2 separate regions of the Zea mays genome follow, and region 2 is linked to region 1. A link is a contact called in public Hi-C data. All regions are on one chromosome and are shown on one strand. The core of a region is the stretch at or near the end of the contact, and the rest is flanking DNA. Distances in the headings are between cores, read along the strand shown. Region 1 holds the start of LOC100279495. Region 2 holds the start of LOC103632631 (AT-rich interactive domain-containing protein 2).

Region 1 (3,681 bases), core at 622-3,121:
ATTCCCAAGAGCCAACTGGGTATCCCTTTGAGATTGTGTATTTTACAAAATCATATGCATTAGTGGAATTCCATTTGCCTGCCCAGATGGAACGTCGAACATTATACCTCCCGTAGAGTGCATTCACACCAAATGTGACAATTGCTCTGCAGATAGATGTTTGCTCACCCATTAGCTAGTTGCACTTAGCGTGCAGAAACCTCATATCAGATAAACAAACAACAGGCAATTGAAACATTTTCCGATCCATATACAAAAAGAATGAAAATTCAATCTATATGCAGATGTCTGTGTACAAACATGCAATGCACATGTTACATTGACAGGTAGAATTTTATCATATCTTACATATGTGCTACCAATTTAGCATTCCTCAAGATGTGTAGAAATGGATAGCTTTTAGTTATTTTATCAATAACCAACTGAACCAATAAAATCACAGACACTGTCAAAATCTAAAACACATAAATGGGAATGTCATATCACAGTTTTGGAACATCTGCAGAAGTTACGCTGGCTAATTTATATTCTCACAGTAGTGGTAACAAAAAAACTTAAAAACTAGAAGTCTCACCCTGTTCTCTCGAATAGGTCATTCAGTTTGTCCCACCTATCCATACCAAGGCAACCAACTGAGAAACCAAACAAGGCATTGGATACATTTGTAAATGGGGAGCATGGACTTTCTGTTCCCACATCATAAACAACTCGGTCTTGCAAGGAGCCTCCCAGCCTAATCCTCAAATGGTCAAATGCTGCAGTTATAATTACCATTTTGTTGTAAGAAAGAAGACTGTCTGAGGCATGGAGCAAATCAACCAACAATCTACCAGCCTACTAGGTCCTTATCTAAAGCCACGAGGGATGACAAATATGTAACCGGCAGCCACTGAATGTAACTCAAAGGGCCTACCTTGAATGGCCTGAGCCAGAAACGGGTGATCCAGATCCTGAATGGACGGCATGGAAAATTAGTCCAAACAGCATTGTGTAACACTAACACACCAATAACAAGAGAAGGAAAACAAACATAAAGCATATACCAGATTAAGAATTGACGCCTGGCCCCATGGGCACTGATTGTAGTTGCACTTCTCCGGCGGCCACCAATCAATTGTAGCACAGACGTAGTTGTCATCCGTTTCCGCAATCCTAGTGGAGCCCTTAACTATGACCGTCGCCTCATCCGGCTGCTGAGCCGAAGCCAAACGGGGAGCACGCAGGCAGATGAGCGCAAGCAGCAGCAGCCGCCTCAGCTCCATGTTTCGTTTGCTACCTACGAGGCAAACCAGAACTCAAATGTATGTCATGATCTTCTCCTGCAGCACACCATTAACGACTTGTAGCTTGTATAGGTGCGTAAATCGAGAGGAATTCAATTTACTACAGCTTTACGTTCGTTCGGGATCTCCGAATTTCAACAAGCGAACACCGAATGTATACTTGGGAAGGCAATCCAAACCAGAGCAGCGGCAGCACGGGAGCAATTATGCGTATGGGAAGAAAAGACGCCATTGTTGAACCGGAGAAGGAAGCGGAGAGCTCACCTCTCCCGAGCAAGGCCTGGCATCGGCCGTCCGGAGACGGAAGCGCAGATTTCAGCGCTCCCCTGGCACGCCGATCCCGTCGACGCAGGACGCTCGTCCTCGCTCCCGGTCCCTGCCGAGCCGCGTACTGGAGAGTAGACCACGGGAGCAGCTCAGCCTGGCTCCGCGGATCCGGACTCCGGAGGCGTACTGGGACTCTGGGAGGAGCTCAGCCTGGCCACCGATCCCCGGGGCCTCCAAGTCCGACCCAGACGTCGCTGCCTTTTGGGATGCCGTCGGTGCCGCTGCCGCTGCTACGCGGCAGTAGAACACCGAAAGCGGCTCGTTGCTTTGCCTCGCGGAATCGCGGATGCGGAACCGAGCAACGTGGCCACGTGAGACCAGCAGAGACTGTATACCTACCGGCTCGACATGTCTGCTTGGATAAACAATTCTCTGTAGCCGTCTTTAAAAAAAACTTAGAGTGGGTTTGGTTTGAGGAATAAAGTGATCCATCTTTTTCTTATTCCTCACTTTTTTATTTGGTTTGTGGAATAGAATGGGTTGATTCATCACCACCCCATTACTCATAAGCTAATAATTAATATATACATGAGGAGTGAGTTGATTCCACCAAAATTGATGGAATAAACTTATGATGCATCACCTTATTAAGCATAAAGTGACTCCACAAACCAAACACACCATTAGTTATCCGAGCGAGCGGTTGGGTTGTTCGATTCAGCTTCAGGTGGACCGTCCGTTGGTTCATTTCCTCTTGATGCCTACGATTTTGTCGGCAAGAAACTACGCTGAAAGCCTGAAACGGGGCCGGGTGGCACCGTGGCAGCACGAGCAAACTCTTTTTTTTCCCTTTTCCCCTTCCACCACGTACGAGGAGCAGTAGCCGTGAAGTTTGCGAACTCTGCGGAAAACAGAGATAGATATATGTGGCCTGGTTGTACTTGTGGGAATAGGTGGGATTAGGTGAACACGGGAGCAGGCGGACAGTGACACTGTGCCCACTGCCGATTGCCCTGTTGGTGCTTGTTTGACTAGCGATTGCTTAAAAGTTAAAACAAACATACAGGGGATTTGATGGTGGTTCTCTTCTGTGTGATTGATATGACATAATATCAGCCCGCACACTTGGACTCATTTTAAGTGTTTTCAGCCGAATGACTGCATCGACGGAGACGTGAGTCCGCCACGTTTCTACATACGCGGGCTGGCGCAAGCCAGGCAGAGGCAGAGGGGAGGCTGGCAACCAATCACGTGTCTTGTGTCTCGGCTCAACAATTTGTTTATCAGGATGGACCATCGCCTCCTTCCAATCCAACCGACTATGAGCCTTGTTTCGACTTATAGTTATCATAATCGACTTTTAGCAGCCAAATATTTTGCTTTCAGATCGCTTCTGTGGTAATCGTTTCTTTTAAAAAATCATCTTAAATCAATATGAATATGAATGCAGAATTCGTCGAATCACCGTGACGGGAGAAATATGTCGCTTCCTAAACCTTAAACCGTGCAGACCCCCTTTATCTTTCTCCGCAGGCAAGTCCTGCGGTATCCAGATTCTCGTGATAACTGGATTATCCAATAATCTAGATTCTTAGAAAAGCTCTTCGGAAAATTATTATGTAAGTTTCTGAAATATTATGTAAGCAAAGTAATGTAAGTATTTTTTATGAATTGTGTAAATTTTATTTTCTTGTACTATGTATTGTGTACTTTTAAAAGTAGTGTAGTTTTTAATTCTCTTTTTTAGCTGCTTATTTGTGTGTTCGATGATTTTTTTCTGATTTTTTCCAATGAAACACCATGTTTCATTTGCAATAAAAATATGTAAAAGAAAAACTGATGTGATAGTGAGATAACTATAGGCTGACAATAACGATTGTGCGCTAGAGTGATATGGTGGATAAGGACTAACGACAGTCAATAACGCAGTCGATGGTGTGATCGATAATTAACACGTCAGTCGGTATATATAGATGAGCTGGGCTAGAACCAGCTTAGGTGACTAGGAATTAGACGATGTCCCTATCGACAAAATCCCTGAGCGAAAGGCCGTGGATAGAATCTCTTGTCGATATCGCCTCTCGGTCGGATGATATCACCCAACGTGAGGTGACAAACACAATTTATTCCC
Region 2 (3,681 bases), core at 686-3,185, 160 kb before region 1:
TCTTCCTCAACATGAAGACATTGAAGTAGTAGCTCACTAGCTCTTTGCTGGACTTGGAAGGGAAGGCAAGAGGAAGTTCATCCCAAAAGTTCCTGCGCAGAGAAGCACGGTTTGACGAGACCACTTGCTGGAACAAACGTTCCTCCTCTTCTGACCACCTTGAGGCAACCTCTTCCCCCATGTCATAGAAACCCAACTCCCTGAAGGCGTCTGCACCAACAGAATCCTTCAAATTTTCTCTTGCTTCCATCACATGCTTTTTCACACAATTGATTGAACCTTCGTCAAGACAATCACAACCTGCTTTGCAGTGAACAGGCTCCAACACCAAAGACGATGCATCAGTACCAGGCATTGGCACAACACTGTTTCTGATCCACTTGACACTTTCGTCTTCTTCAGTTCTTCCACCAAATGGCCTGCACTCAGGTAATTCAGCCTGATGATTTGACCCGATAGGAACAGGTTTCCTCAAGGAAAAAGGGCCAACAGATTGATGAAAGCTGGCAGGCCATAGACCATCTTCAACATAGGTGCGAGCATGTGAACAATGGAGAGGTGAATCTACGCCCTCATCTTCACTTTCCTCACTCTCATATAGTGGTGAGTCAAAGCTTCTTTCGCAAGTCGTGTATGTGGGGTAGTCATGAAATTCCTCCTCAGCAGATGTATGGTTGTCTTCCTTAGTAACGACTGGAATAAACAAAAGACAAGTACATTATCTAACTGTCTCTGCATAAACAAACTTTCAGAAAAGACGTTATGTACTGGTCAAGAGAGGGTGGAGTTATTACTTTGATCTTCCTGCTTCAGCCGTTTGCATTCAACTATGTCCAGTATGTCACTGGATGCAGGTCTCTTGTTATGATCCACTATAGGTGTTTCTTTGACACCACTTGGCAAAAATGGTGACTGAACACAAGGACTGGTTAGATGAATACCATGTACCAGCTCTTCATCAAATAGTCCAACTTTTTCACCCCTTTGGTGAACTTCAGGACAAACTAAACATGTATTAGAGTCAAGACAAATGTCTAGCGCAGCTAAGAGGATGCTGCTAAGTTATCACCTGCAATCTGGCATTTCTCAGGAAGGAAATTCGGATGACCATTATCTGCTCCCCTCATGTTGACACATGCAAGCTGCTCAGAGTGGTGCCTCCCGAAAGCCTCACTGTTCTCCTGATGCAGCATGCTTGTCCAGACTGCTGAGAGGAAAGAATTAAATAATGAATTACAAACATGTTATTAATTAGCAAACAGTCAACATGATGCAACTGAAAGGAAAGCACCAATTCAAGAGGAGTAATAAACGATTTAAGCTATATGGTAGGTCAAATTAATCATTCCAGACCAAATGCACATTATTCAACAACCATGATGAAGGGCACAGATGAATTGTCGTCTGTAACGAGTAACATATCTACGTTTTTGTTCGTGCAATAATTAATCCGAATATCGCGGCCATGAAACCGTAACGAATTCGCGAATACGAGTACAACACCTCTGTACTGAATGAAACCCTAGCCACGCATCCGACCACCAGAAAAATCACGTGAAATTGACGCGAGAAATCGCAACAATAAGAGATGAAACCTACAGGACACGTGTAGATCCGACGCCCCCGTGCAAAATCCGCCGTTAATCGAGCGGATCGGAGCCCGAAACCCACCCGCGCAAACCCTAACCTCGGGAACCTACGGAATCACAGGGAGGGGGCAAAGCTGGTACCGATCGAGAGATCCCGTCGAGCAACGAGCGGATCCGGGGCCGGATCGGTGAGCCGAGGCGGCTCCCTGCAGGGATCGGGATCGGATCGAGAGTTCGTTCGGTGCGGGGGAGGGGAAATTTTGGGGAAAGGTTTGTTCGGTTCACGACCGCCGACCGCGTCCTATTTTCGGGCTGATTTATTTATAAAAACGGGAAAAGAAAAAAGAGGCAGCGAAACCGCGATTCGCGACCATGTCGACCGCTCGGCGGCATTCTGGGCCGTTATTCGGTTCACACACTAACAGGCTGAGGCCCATAGGCTGAAACTGCGTGTGGCCCAGGGGCTGTGAGCCTATTTGTTCAAAGTTTGAAACAACCCGAACTGTTGGGTTATTCCCGTCCCATATAAATTGAAAAGAATTGAAAAGAATTATAATGGATTTTGATTTGATTGGGATTTAATCCCACTCAATCTCCTTCAATCCACATAAGGTCTTGTTTGATTGCGTTTGAATTGGAAGGGAATAAATCCCTCCTTAGTCAATATTGAATAGGAGATTTAATCTCCTTCGATCCCGTTTGATCCAGACGCAACTGAACAAATCCTAAATTGAGTATATAGCGAACAAGCCCTCACATGGATCTCAAGAATCATATGAGAGAACTTTGTCGCTTCCAAAACTGAACAAGCCATCAACATAGTATCCAGTGGCGGATGCAGACAAAAATTCATGGGGCCAAAAAACCGCAAAAGCGAATTTAAGAAAGATCGTAAAAACTAGTGTTGCATAGGATTCAAGTTTTATATCAATATATGATACAAGTTTAAAGAAGAAAACTATATAAACAAAAGAAGCAAATATACCGCTAACTTTTTGCTGACCGAATCGAAACCATGTGTGCCTTCCCGAATGTCGATCTCATTAAAGGGCTGGGGCGCCGAAAAGGGGTGGCATCAGGCGATGTCTTCTGCTGAGAGCTAGGACTTGCTGGTTCGCTAAGCTCGTCGCTCACCGACGATAACGAGAGAAACAAGAGCATAATGAAGGGACCGATATCGCGTGTTGCGGTGTCAGAAAGAGGGCATCGGGGTGGACTGGCTTAGGCGTCAGGAAGAATTGGACTGGACGGATAGATGTTGTAAGAGTGATTAGATCAACAACGCTTCATATTGATCTCAAGTGTAATATTTATACACATACAAGCAATGACTAGTACAGTGTGGTAGAGCGTTGGAGGAGCGAGCCCAGCGAACGGTGCAACAGTGTCCTCTTAGTTAGATCGTGGACGACATGAGTCGAACTATGTCGTCATGGAGATTGGGTCGTTATAGTTGTTAACAGATGCGAGGACTGGTCCGAGGAGTAGGACAGGAGTCGAGAGGACTAGACCGATCCGATGAGGAGACAAGAGAGAGGACTATGTTAGCCCACTCATATGTTCAATTTTTTTCTATACATAACAATAAACAATGTATGCATAAAAGGTTATAAGAATTTGAGGGGGTCATGGCCCACTTTACACCCTCTCGATCCGTCCCCTCAGGGCTGATTTAGTGGACAAGGATCACGAGTTATCCACGAGGAAGAAATCTCTTTGCTATTTCAAACTAAATAGCAAAGAAATTCCTCTATCCCAATTATATTTTGTTTGATTTTTTATAGCAAGTTTGACTAGGAAAAACAGCTAGCGGCGTAGCTCCCACTATGAACTTAGGAAATCAGAAGTGCTAGCATGTGCCTTCCTTGAACATACGTTACTAATTGCTGCAACGTTTAGTTAGCCTAACCACTGCTATACAATGCATATGGGATCATCATATACGCGATGTGTCACACGCGCAGCAACCCTCCAGTTATCTATGCGAATGTGTTTACTCACATGTCCCAGTTACTGACGTCAAAATCAAGCACATTGCATTCTTGTGCAGCTAGACCGGGCTACCGGGGTCAGCTGTAAGACTAGCGAGAGA

Evidence for each region. Hi-C and Micro-C count contacts between places; a contact is called where the count stands out from the background.
Region 2: a Hi-C map of ear shows a contact between it and region 1, with 2.0 times the contacts expected there. The contact joins the promoter of LOC103632631 here to the promoter of LOC100279495 in region 1. A contact is called at or near these places in 4 of 25 Hi-C or Micro-C datasets (ear and leaf).

Annotation. Positions count from the first base shown.
Region 1 is chr1:25,517,634-25,521,314 of Zm-B73-REFERENCE-NAM-5.0, reverse strand. It overlaps LOC100279495, which reads right to left and starts at 1,871. Exons shown (of 10, transcript NM_001152496.1): 1 at 1,548-1,871; 2 at 1,044-1,276; 3 at 914-950; 4 at 575-755; 5 at 1-146. The coding sequence starts at 1,262.
Region 2 is chr1:25,678,919-25,682,599 of Zm-B73-REFERENCE-NAM-5.0, reverse strand. It overlaps LOC103632631 (AT-rich interactive domain-containing protein 2), which reads right to left and starts at 1,935. Exons shown (of 4, transcript XM_035963049.1): 1 at 1,600-1,935; 2 at 1,070-1,204; 3 at 795-992; 4 at 1-693. The coding sequence starts at 1,193.